Linked DNA regions of Oryctolagus cuniculus: region 1 is linked to region 2. Evidence: chromatin contacts called from public Hi-C data. All regions are on one chromosome and are shown on one strand. Each heading gives the region's core, a stretch centred on a gene start, on an enhancer-like site or on the middle of the called end of the contact. The rest is flanking DNA. Distances are from core to core; before and after follow the strand shown. Region 1 has its middle 150 kb from the start of IPO8. Region 2 overlaps TMTC1 (transmembrane O-mannosyltransferase targeting cadherins 1).

The links. A called contact is a pair of places that touch in the nucleus more often than the background predicts.
Region 1: a Hi-C map of embryonic fibroblasts shows a contact between it and region 2, with 3 times the contacts expected there. The contact joins two enhancer-like sites. A contact is called at or near these places in 2 of 6 Hi-C or Micro-C datasets (ear pinna and embryonic fibroblasts).

What each region holds. Positions count from the first base shown.
Region 1 is chr9:127,320,536-127,326,310 of mOryCun1.1, reverse strand. No RefSeq gene overlaps it. Among named protein-coding and RNA genes, the nearest start is that of IPO8, 150 kb to the left of the region's middle. Within about 2 kb of position 2,375, at least 1 of the 8 cell types and tissues checked has an H3K27ac peak or open chromatin away from gene starts, as enhancers often do.
Region 2 is chr9:126,538,586-126,544,275 of mOryCun1.1, reverse strand. It overlaps TMTC1 (transmembrane O-mannosyltransferase targeting cadherins 1), which reads left to right. Exons shown (of 18, transcript XM_070049600.1): 18 at 2,558-5,690. The coding sequence ends at 2,698. Among named protein-coding and RNA genes, the nearest start is that of ERGIC2, 150 kb to the right of the region's middle. Within about 2 kb of position 2,070, at least 1 of the 8 cell types and tissues checked has an H3K27ac peak or open chromatin away from gene starts, as enhancers often do.

The DNA of each region.
Region 1 (5,775 bases), core at 1,126-3,625, 780 kb before region 2:
AGAAAAGGTTTCAGTGTTGAAGACATCAGTGGTGGGAGATGCCTGGGGGGGAGAGTAAGGGTGTTGGAAGGAAGGAGACGGAGGAAGCGCGATATAGGAAGATAGTAATGGATGGGAGGGAGAGGAGAGGAGAGGAGAGGAAGTTTGCAAATGTACTGGCTGGCTGTGGACCTCCGTGGGAGACAAGGGTGCAGGCAGAATTCTCACTGGGGTGTGACATGACAACACCTTGTGACTGTTCTTTCAAAAGTGTTACATTTACTGGTCAGGCTAGGCATTAATGGGTTCTATGAAGCTTCAGTCTGGAATTGGGAAAGGTTTGAGTTGTAGTCCTGACACTAAAAATGAAAGACAGGATGACTGTTTAAAAATCTAAGAAAAAAATTTATCCCCAGTATTTGAATGCATTTTATGAGTAATTGCTGCTAAAAAGGTTGCCTTTTTTTGGAATGGAAATTTGTTTTTGGAACAAATTTTTTTCTTTAAAAATTTTGTCAAAACCATTTTGAGATCATGTATTTTCAGTTTACATAGCACTCATAGGCTTAATACTCTGCTAATAGTTCAAGAAGGAAAAAGCGAAAGGACCATGGTTCAGCAGAAACACAGGCAGGGCCATAAACAACAGTGATCTGGAAAGATGCCAACCTCACTAATATACAGTGACTTCAAAATAGTCGCAAATCATCCAAACTACAGCAGTACACAAATCCTGGCAATTTGTTCAACAAAGAGTCAAAACAGAGTTTCACCAAAAACCATATTTGCAGCAAAACTGATACAGACATTTCTTTCTTTGTTTATAATTTTTTTTGAAAACTTTAACTCCCACATATAAGGAAGAATATGTAGAATTTGTCTTTCTGTATACAGCTTATTTCACTCAACATGATATCCTTCAGTTGCATCTGTTTGGATGCAAATGGTAGAATTTCATTTTTATAGCTGAATAATAGAACATTGTGTGTGTGTGTGTGTATTTTGTGCCTTTTCTTTATCCATTCATCTGATGGACATCTTGGTTGATCCATATTGTAGGTATTGTGAACAGTGTTACTATAAACTTGGTGGTGCAGGTATCTCTGAGGCGAGTCACTCTGAGCCCCACAAAACTCCCCCACCTACTGAAAGCCATGGCATTCCCAGAGCCAGCTGCTCTGCCTTGGGCACTGTGATAGAGTGAGGGGTGACAGAGCACTTCACGGGCCTCCGTGGGCACCCTGTCCCCTCCAACCTGCTAGGCCAGACTCAGAGTCAGTGGGACTGCGGATTTATCATTTGATAAAATCCCCTGGTCTTGCGCAGGCCACAGCAGCCTGTACTTGTCTTACTAAGATGACATTTCCTCCCTGCTGGTTACTCCAAGAGCCTGCTTCAAGTAGATGGCGCCCCCTCCAGCCACTGGCCGCAGGAGTCGCGGGCAGTTTTCTGCCCACTGCTGTGTGAATGCAGGGTCCCCTCTGCTCCACGGGGTCTCTCTTCTCTTTGTAGAATTTCTACTGCAAGCTTCTTTCCAACTGTCCTCTGGATATGCAGCTCCTGTCCTTTCTTCTGTTATCTTCCTGTGGTCAGAATCAGCACCTGTTTTCCCTACGTGGCCCTCTCGCGATAACCTCTGTGATGATCTCTTTGAGTATGATTTCGATGCCTGGGTATTTGCTCTTTCCACGTCATCCCAAAGTTCCTGGAAGCTTTCTTCATTCCTGCTGATTTGCTTTTTTCTCCTCTGTATATTTCCAAGTAACTTAGCTTCAAGGTCAACTGATTCTTCCTTTCTGATCCATTCTGTTATTGATAGCTTACACACGTTTCTAATTTTGCCCCATGTAGTTTTTAGTAGAAGGACTTGTCTTTGATTTTCTCGTGTGTGTTATCTTTCTGTCAAGCCTCTCTGTTGGAGTGCTGAATTATTTCTGTGTGTGCTGTAAAGGACGCTGAGTTTCCTTAAAAGAACTGCTTCAAAATCCATGTCTGGTCTGAGCTGGCTGGTGCGTGGCGTCTAACTTTCTTAGCTGAGGTCATGTCTCCCTCGAAGTTCTTGGTGTTTGTTGGTAAATAAACAACCTGCACTCGGGAGGACCAGGTATTGGTTCCTTTCATTGTCAGTTTTCCTGTGTGGCTGTCCTCTCACAGTCTCACCCATCCGTTTATTTCCTCTGGGCCTGTGGACACTTCTGCCATGTCAGCACTAGGTGGCACCATAAGCTGGTGTTCACTGCAGGCCTGCTGCCAGGCCACGTCCCTGCCCCAGGGACTCCCTGGGCTCACGGCTGTCTCCAGTCTGCAGCTGGCAACTGCTCAGGACGAGCTAGGGAGGAGTTCCATTCTTCTCCCTAGGCTGGCACAGCGGCCACCAGTGCCACAGTGCTTTAGCACACGCAGCCCGGCACAGAGGCGGGACGAATGCTGTCTGCTGTTGAGGTGGTCTCACAGCCTGTTGCCCATGGAACTAGTCACTGGTGAAGCTGGCTGGAACGTTAGTCCAGTGGTCAGCTGAGGCCCTGGGACTCCTCTTGGTGCAGGTCCAGAGATGCTGTCCATCAGCACTGGCTTGAGAAGGGAACTATTAGGATCTGCCCAGTGGTTTTTTTTTTTTTTTTTTTTTTTTTTTTTTTTTTTTTTTTTGAAAGACAGAGTTACAGAGAGAGGCATAGAGAGAGGTCTCCCATCTGCTGGTTCACTCTCCAGATAGACCCAACGGCAGGAGCTGTGCTGATCCGAAGCCAGGAGCTGCTTCTGGGTCTTCCATGTGGCTGCAGGGACCCAAGGACTTGGGCCGTCTTCTACTGCTTTCCCAGGCCATAGCAGAGAGCTGGATCAGTAGTGGAGCAGCCGGGACTAGAACCAGCACCCATAGGGGTTGCTAGCACTTCTGGCCAGGGCTTTAACCCACTGTACCACAGCACCGGCCCCCTAATGTTGGGTTTTACCAGCACTCCTAATAGGGGGTCCCAAGATAAAGACAGTTCCTTTTGCCACACATGGTCTTACAATTCACCAGGCCGTGCGAGGAGTTCACACCAGGCCCTTGTGAGGCTGGCAGTGATGCACAATGAAATAGTCAGTCTCACTGGGACACACATCTTTGCTTCTTGCTGGAGGAACTGAAGAGGTTTTGTCTGCAGGCGCAGGCTTAGCTGTCAGGACGCTTAGCATCGGTGTGTATGTGAACAGCCCACCACTGAGTCCCAAAAGAGAGTTCCCGGATTCCTTGCTGTCTGCTTGAGGTTGAGGGAGGGGTGATAAAGGCAGAACATGGGCTGGCTGAGCATGCAGCAGGCTGGGTCTTAGAGTATGCTCTGTGCAATCGTGGGGATTCACATAAGGCCATGTGTGTGGCCTGCAGCGATACAGGCTGCAAGGAGTCTGTCCCGCTGGAGTGCTGACCTCTGCCTGATGCCAGGGCCATTTTAGAGGCTCTGTCTGGGACTCCTGGCCTGGGGGCCCAGGCCTTTGGGATTGATCAGGTGCTGAATCTCATAGCTGTGGCCCCATTCTGAGCAGTAAGTCAAGGTTCTAAGCTCACTTTCCTATCTGGCTCTGCAGTGGCTGCAGTCTGGCTCATTTTTCTTTTCTTTCAAGATTTGTGTATTTATTTGAAAGGCAGAGTTACAGAGAGGCAGAGAGAGAGAGAGAGAAAGAGAGAGAGAGAGGTCTTCCATCTGCTGGTTTACTATCCAAATTGCTGCAATAGCTGGAGTTGGGCCAATATGAAGCCAGGAGCTTCCTCCAGGTCTCTCACATGTGTTCAGGGGCCCAAGGACTTGGGCCATCTTCCACTGCTTTCCCAGGCCATAGTACAGAGCTGGATTGGAACTGGTGCAGCCAGGACTCAAATTGGTGCCCATATGGGATGCTGGCGCTATAGGCAGAGGCTTTACCCATTATGCCACAGAGCTGGCCTCTGGCTCTTCTTTCTGATGGAGATTATGGGAAAGGTAGACGAGGTATCTTTGCCACTTGGCTGGGAGGGGTCCCAATACTCGGTCTGCAGCTATAGGCTTTGAGGCAGGGGCTGTAGGATCCTGTCTGGCACTGGTTTTTGATTGTGGTGGGTCTGTTACTGGAGTTCAAGTCTGAGAGCTGAACTTAATCCACACTCGCTCTCCCAAGGAGAGATGGGGCGCCTCTCCCGACACTGTGCCACTTGGAGCAGAGAATGGGTGGCTTAGGCCGCACTTTCTGCTTGTTTCAGTGCCATTTTTCTTATTGCTAGACTAAAACCAGGCACTGGAGTCTTCTATCCCCTGACTTCTGCAGCTCCTGTGAAGGCGAATTGGTGGGTGAGTAGATTCAAAGTGGTGTCTCCGTGGGGAGATGATCGTCCAGGCTGTTAGCTGCCGTCCTGGCAGAAGCTTCTCAGGCAATGCCATTTTCAGTTTGTATGGTACACATCAGTAGGTGTTACAGTGCTCCATGTCTAAATGTCCTGTTATCATACTCAGACCCTTTAGGCACGTGCACTTTTCCATAAAAATTTATGCTACTCTTGGCTACTTCCTGGAAACAGGACGTTTTCACATTTATTTTCTAAACAAATTCAGTAGTAATTAGTGTAAGTTAAGGACGTCTCCCTGGAAAGCGCTTTATTATCAGTCTTGTACATGGGGACTGTTGCTGTGGATTCGTTCTGAGAGGAGGAGCATGGTGGGGGCAAGAGGCATGGAGTCACCACACAGACCCCTGGGAGTTGGGTGAAAGCGGGCTTGAAGCAAGCAGCCTGCAGACTCATTTATTTCAGTTGGTACAGCAGCTCGTATAGCCAAGGCAGCCAATCTGGTCAAGGTGCGGTTTATGCCCTAACCAATCACAGCCTGTTGCCAGGCAGGCTCTGTTGCCAGGTAGGTTTTGAAGCCATTCCTGAGTAACTGACATTCACTTGCCAGCAGCCATCTTGGCATGGCCTTCTCATTCCACCACATTTCCCCCTTTTCATTTATTTTTGAGCAACAGGCGGCATGATCCTTGGCCATACCATTGTTGACCCCATTTCCATGTGGTCTCCATTTGTGGCTGTGCCTGTCTTAGGTTGTCCCCCAGGGGATCTTATTTGTCATCGACTAACCAGCCCTCAAAATGGGAGACCACAGGAGTGCTTGCTCAGATGGGGGTAGGAATGAGGAACAATGGTAATCAGGAATAGCATGACTGTACACAGGCTGTGGGCCGTTTGAGGGGCTGACCAGAGCTAAGTGGGGTATAAAGCAGTAGTGGATGTGGCTATGGGCAGTTCTTCAGGGCAGGATGATAGGGCAGCCACTTGACAATCGGTTGTGGGTGTGTCTGCTAACAAGGCAGTCTCTTGGTCTTGTTCAGCTGGTTCTGATTGATTATCAGTTGCAGGTTTGATGTTTCTGGCTGGTACCCAAATGGGCTGTCCTGCATTCCCTGGAAAGACACAAGTGTATCCTTGACCTTGGTTAGTAGAAGCCTTTTTGCGGGCGTTGGAATACAGGACCTAAATTCTGTGTCTGATCTGCAAACACGCAGGTGGGATGGGGTCTAGGGGCTGCCCTAAGAACCTGGGGTGCCCGGGGACTGCCACAAATGTGGAGATCCTCACTGGGTGTGGATGGGATGACCTTGCATGGGTTATCGCCTCGAGGTTGTTGAAGTTCATCCCACGGGTATTTGGGGGGTGGCTGACCAGGCATTGCTGCGTTGTCTGCTGTCATGTCATTTTTACTGTCGGAGCTCTCTCTCACTAAGTCATCAACTGTTGCCTGTGAGGCAGTGGCCTGGAGTGTCAGGCTCTTATCACTCACAGATCCATTA
Region 2 (5,690 bases), core at 821-3,320:
AATGCTTGACTAGTGGGAGGCAGGTGCTAAATAAATGCACACAGCACACATCATACATACATGTGTGCATACATACATGGAACATGTCAGATGGTGGTAAGTACTTTAGAGGGAAAAAAAGAGTGGAAGGAAATTAGGATACCAAGGAGTAAGGGCTAAATTTTCAATTCAGGTGGCTCGCTCCTGGCTCCTGCCTCCATCCTGACTCGTCTGCAGCCATTTGGGTCATCTGGGGAGTGAACCAGCAGATGGAAGACCTCTCTCTTTGTGTCTCTCCCTCTTGTCTGTAACTCTGACTTTCAAATAAATAAATCTTTTAAAATTGATTGGCTTTTTTAGATTTTAGAGCATTTTGGATTTTGGATTAGGGTTGCTCAACTTCTAATACTCAAATTTTTTCATTTGTTCACTTGAGAGACAAAAATGTAGAGCTCTTGTCTGTTGGTTCACTCCCCAAATGCTGGGACGGGGTTAGACCAGACCCAGGGTGGAGAACCCAGTGCAGGTCTCCCATATGGGAGCCATCCCCACTGTCTCCCAGGGTGCATGTCAGCAAGGAGCAGGAGCAGAGCCAACACGCCCGCCTAGCTGCTCCAGAATGGCGCCCAGGCCAAAGGCCTGCCCGTGGAGTACGTCTGATGAAGCTTGAGATGAGATGAGATGGGATGGGTGGTCTAAAAAGCTGTAATGCATTCTTTGTCGTCAAAGAGGTCCAATAACCAGGTCATATCACAGGGTATCATCTGCAGTTTTATCCTCTGACAGTGATGGGCAGTTTCCACAGTCTCACTTTCTAGTAGAACTTTCTGAGATCATGGCATTTCTGTATCTGCATTAGACACTAGCTGCGTGTGAGCTCTTGAAATGTGGCTCCTGCACTGAGGAACTGAATTCTTAATGAACTCTAACAGATTTAGATTTAACTAACCATGCGTGGCTGGTGGCTCCCATTAGCACAGTGCTGGAAACTGGATAAATCAAATAGGCTACCTAGCATGTGGGGAATTCGCAACATTGCCCTAAAGGGATAGGAGCATAACTTTTTTTAGGAAACTAAAGTTTCTGGTTTAATCAGGCAAAGAATGAATGGAGAGTGAGAAAATGAACTGAATATTCTGGGAAAGGACAGAGAAATCGTGAGATCCGGGGAAAGACGGCAGGGCAGCAAGCTGAACCCTAAATTCAGAGTCGCCCCTGCAAGAACAAGTTCAGCATCAACTACAGCAGAGCGCCCAGCGAAAGCCCCAGGTGCACAGCTGTCGGCATGCATGTGCCAAGCTCAATCAAAGCAGGAGCCTTGGAAGATGAAGGCTTCAGTTGAAAACAAAAGAATTCAGAGTACCAAACCCAAGTTCCCCCTTGTTCAGAGAGCTGTGTAGACTGTTAGCAGAATCTGTGATAATAATAATCGGGAGGCCTTTCCTTCATTGGACATGTCAGCACCTGGGATCCGGTGTACAATTTCTTCTTCAATCATTTCCACTCCCCCTTTCACCAGTAATGTTTTGAATAGCCTGGGTGTGTCTTTGCTTTAATAGTCGGGTTAGTATTCTCTTGAGCCCTCCCTGTGTGCCAGGGAGTGTCAGAGCTGTTGACAAATGTTAACTCCTTTGGAAGAGAGTTATGCATTCAGTAAATATTAGTGACTAATTTCTGGTTGGTACTGGCACTCCAAGAAGTAGAGATTTAATTGCCCTGGATGGTGTAACTAAGATTCAGGCAGAACAAGTTCCTATTTTTGGAAAGGGGAAAACTCTAACAATCTCTATAGGACACAGAGCTGAAAGAGATAGGAACAAAGAAGGGAAGTGTAGTACTTAATGTAGCAGGAAAAGTACTGGAGGAAGCTGATAGTTGTCACTGATTTGCCTGGGACCAGGCACGCGTGGTTATTGTTAGGAGTCATTCATCAAAGTGGATGAGGATACAGAGGGTGGGGACAGGTGTGTGTGATGGGTTAGGGATCATGCACCTTCCCTCCTATGCAGAGAGTACCTGGCTAGTAGACATGGATGGCCACACACTTGGCAGAGTGGATACGTTTGACTTCGTATTCTTAGCAGTTGTCTTCACTGTGTAAATCTATTGTAGGCAAAAGCTGCTGTAATATTTTAAGTTTAGATTAACTCACAGCACTGGTGGACACATAAAAAGGATTACCTAAATTAATCAAACACTTCTCTCCTCCCTCCCCTCTCCCTCCTCTATGAGTGTCTGTCTATTGACTTCCTTTCCCTCCTGCAGTCTCTCTGTGCTAATGACGAGAGTGTCTGGCTGCAGTCACATGTGATGACAAAGGAACCATGCTAAGCCCTTGAGAACATGGCGTGATTAGCCTCATGCCCTGCATGGAATTCCTGCCATTTCCTTGTCCAGTGTCACGTGCTTTCTTCTGCAGCTGCTCAGTGTCTTTAACACAAATGCCAAGGAGCTAGGATGAGCTCACCCCTGGCGACATGGAGGCAGGGCTTCCTGCTAAGCGCAGGGGCAGAGAGTGGGTTTCTTCGGCTGCCCTTGCCCTGAGAGATCTAAGTGTTCTTTCTCCTTCTCCCCACAGGGAAGTTATGTGTCCGCACGAGCTTATTATGAGAGAGCCCTGCAGCTGGTTCCAGACAGCAAGCTGCTGAAAGAGAATCTGGCCAAGTTGGACCGTCTAGAAAAGCGATTGCAGGAGGTTCGAGAAAAGGAGCAAACGTAGCAGCCTTAGACCCGGCTCCCAGCTCCCGGGGTGGTACTGGTGCCTCTCCCGGAAAACCTGGCGAGACTTGGCTCACATAGCAGCAGGGCTCAGCTCCTCTGGGGACGCCTGCTGGGGGTCGTGTGCGGACAGAAGTACATTTCCAGGAGAGAAGAAGGAAGGAGCCAGCCAGAGCTAGAAGGCCCCCAGTGGAGGAAGCCACAGCGGGATTGATGACAGAGCTTTGCTTGCTTTCCCTCCAGATTTCCCTGATGGATTCTGTGTTTCTGCAACCTGGAAATCCAGTTCCGTTTCTTAGTGTAGACTCTCACGTCCCAGAAACCCAGAAGCCTGAAGGGCAGTGAAGGCAGAAGTCTGGTGTTTGTAGGATGAGGTATTTCAGAGAGGAAACATCTCCCGGGTAAGCTGTCTGGGAAGTGCCCCCAGAGGCGGCTCATGTGAGTCTCTGCAACCAGGAATGAGAATCTAATAGCTTTGGCAGAACCTTCCAGAATATGTAGGCAAGGAAGCTACTGGTAATTGAGCTTTATCTAATATCCTACTAAGGATATTGCTGGAATCCTTCGGAGGAGGAAATTAAATTCTATTTTAAATGTTTTCCGTAGCTTAATACAGCAGATGGGAGCTTTGCCAGTCCTATGTGAATATCTTTATCCCTAGTGGAAAAATCAAGGAGCTGGCACCCTAACTGTTGGTGGAAATGTTTTAAAATTATCCTAATTTTATTACAAGTATTACCAGAGTAGTGATCCTACTCTCAGATCTCAAAAGTGCATTTAAAGTCTTCTATGTTCCTGTCTTCAAATATATTGTTATTTTGGTGAAGAAAAAGAAATAGTATATTCTATATTTAAAGAAATTAAAGGTATTAACTGAAAAAATGTCAGAATTTATTATCTAAATGTTCAGACATCATGAGATGTATTTTTTTTTTTGAAAAGTGTATGTAACCGTTGGGGAATCTTTACCGTGGATAACGGAAGTCTTCATGGATGGGGGCTGAGCTGTTTGTCTTCCTGGGCTTAATGAGAATTCCGTGCTTAAAACGTGAATGACTGCCTCCAGGAGTTTTTTGCTGTGTATTTGTATTTTTGGGAATTTCATGAAGAAGTCTCCAAAAAAATCTAGGGAAAAAAGGTCAAAATCCGATGACATAAATACTATATATGCTTATTTTTAAAGCTAGGGATGGCAAAATTGAACTCACATTTATTTTTAGTGTTATTTATTTCATAACTTATGACATTTAATATATGCACATGCTTCTTGTTGCTCTGTATATACTGGTTTTAGTAGCATCTTTGAAAAGTGATCCTTTAAAAATCTCAGTGGGGATTTACAGAATAGTGAAGCTTCAACAGCGCCTCGAACATTTTCTCTTGATTTACATGCTGAAGTGTAAGAAATCGGGGACCAGTCTCCAGTGTTAGGGTGGTATGTTTTCAAAGTGAAAGTGAAGAAATCGGAACACCTGATTCTAATTCGATTGCCATCATTAAAAGCCAAAATGAAAGTGTGGCAAGCAGCGTTGGTCCAGTGCTGAGGCAGGTGCCACACAGGTGGAGTGGCGGAGGCGCACGTGTTTTAACCTGCTTGCATCAGAGCGGGATAGAGGCCTCCTGCTTCCTTCATACCAACACCAAAAGCACCGCCCCTGTATGAGATTGATTTGGTTTGGTTTGGTTTGGTTTGGTTTGGTTTGGTTTGGTTTGGAAGTCTAAAGAAGAGGAGAAACTTCTTTGGGAAGGAACAAGGGGGCAGATATTTTAATTCACAGCTTCACAGTTGGAATTAGCTTGCATATGTTTGTGTACCTAAGACATCCAATAACATAGAGCTGCCACTCTTTCTGTTTGTAATCATCTTACTGTGTTACACAAAGGGACTCCAGAAAGTTTGCAGAAAATGAAATTAAAAGGGAAGTTTATTTTGATATAAAAAATTGTGGAATACATGCAAATTTTTCATATACATATTTCCTTTTAACTCGTTGAAGATTCTTCACGTGCATGGATTATAAGTTTTGTTTTTCAATTCCATTTTCCACAAAGTTTTTGAAGTGCACTTGTATATCATAAATTTATCCAAAATCTGATTTTCTGCACTCCCCAGTTAAAGAGTGTGCCATGGCCATGAGGAGACTGCTTCCTGGCAGGTGTGGTTCTCTCTCTGTGTCACTCTTGTTCTCCTTCTGTCTGCCCATCTCCTTCCATCTTCCTCTGTGCCATCTGTCTGCAGACACAGGCATGTTTTTGACCTTCAACAGTAGGCACTGTTTACAAAAATTAAGCGTTACTTATTGGATCAGATATTTTTATTCTTCACTGAAATGTGGCCAGTGAAAGTTTCCACAGTTCAAAAGCTGCCTAAAAGAAAAAGAATCACATAGTATTTGTTGAAGATACTAAGTCTATTTTGTAACTTTGTGTTTGGTTCTTTTAACATGAAATAATAAGTGGGATGCACCCTCAGTCAAAACACCAAGGGAGTGCCCTGGCTGCTCTTGGAGGGGTGTCCATAGGAGCATGGTTGGCATATGAATTGATAGAACTTTCTGGAATGGAGGAGTAGTGCACGCCTCTTGGATATGCAGTCTGTGCTGTCCCAAAGTCTCTGTACTCAGAGGCATCCCACACTCGGTTGAACGCTGTGCTTGAAATTCTTGGTAATTTTGGAAGAAGGAGTCTTGCGATGTAATTATGCACTGGTTCCTGGAATTAGATAGCAGGTCCAGGTTGAAAAGAAGATGAGCAGGGAAAAGAGAGGAATGGCTTTGGTTTGAACACTTTAGGGATGCATTTCCTTTGTGAGTTGGAGCAGCATTTGCCATTTTGTCATAGCTACATTGAGAGTTCCTCGTGTGCATATTGCACACCTTGTCTTTCTAGTCTGTCTTCTAGTGCTTCCTAAAACCAGCTCTCCTCAGCTGCAGAGCCCCCAGTGAGTGACAGTCCTTTGATGTCCTTTGATAGAGAATGGCTTTAGCAGCTTC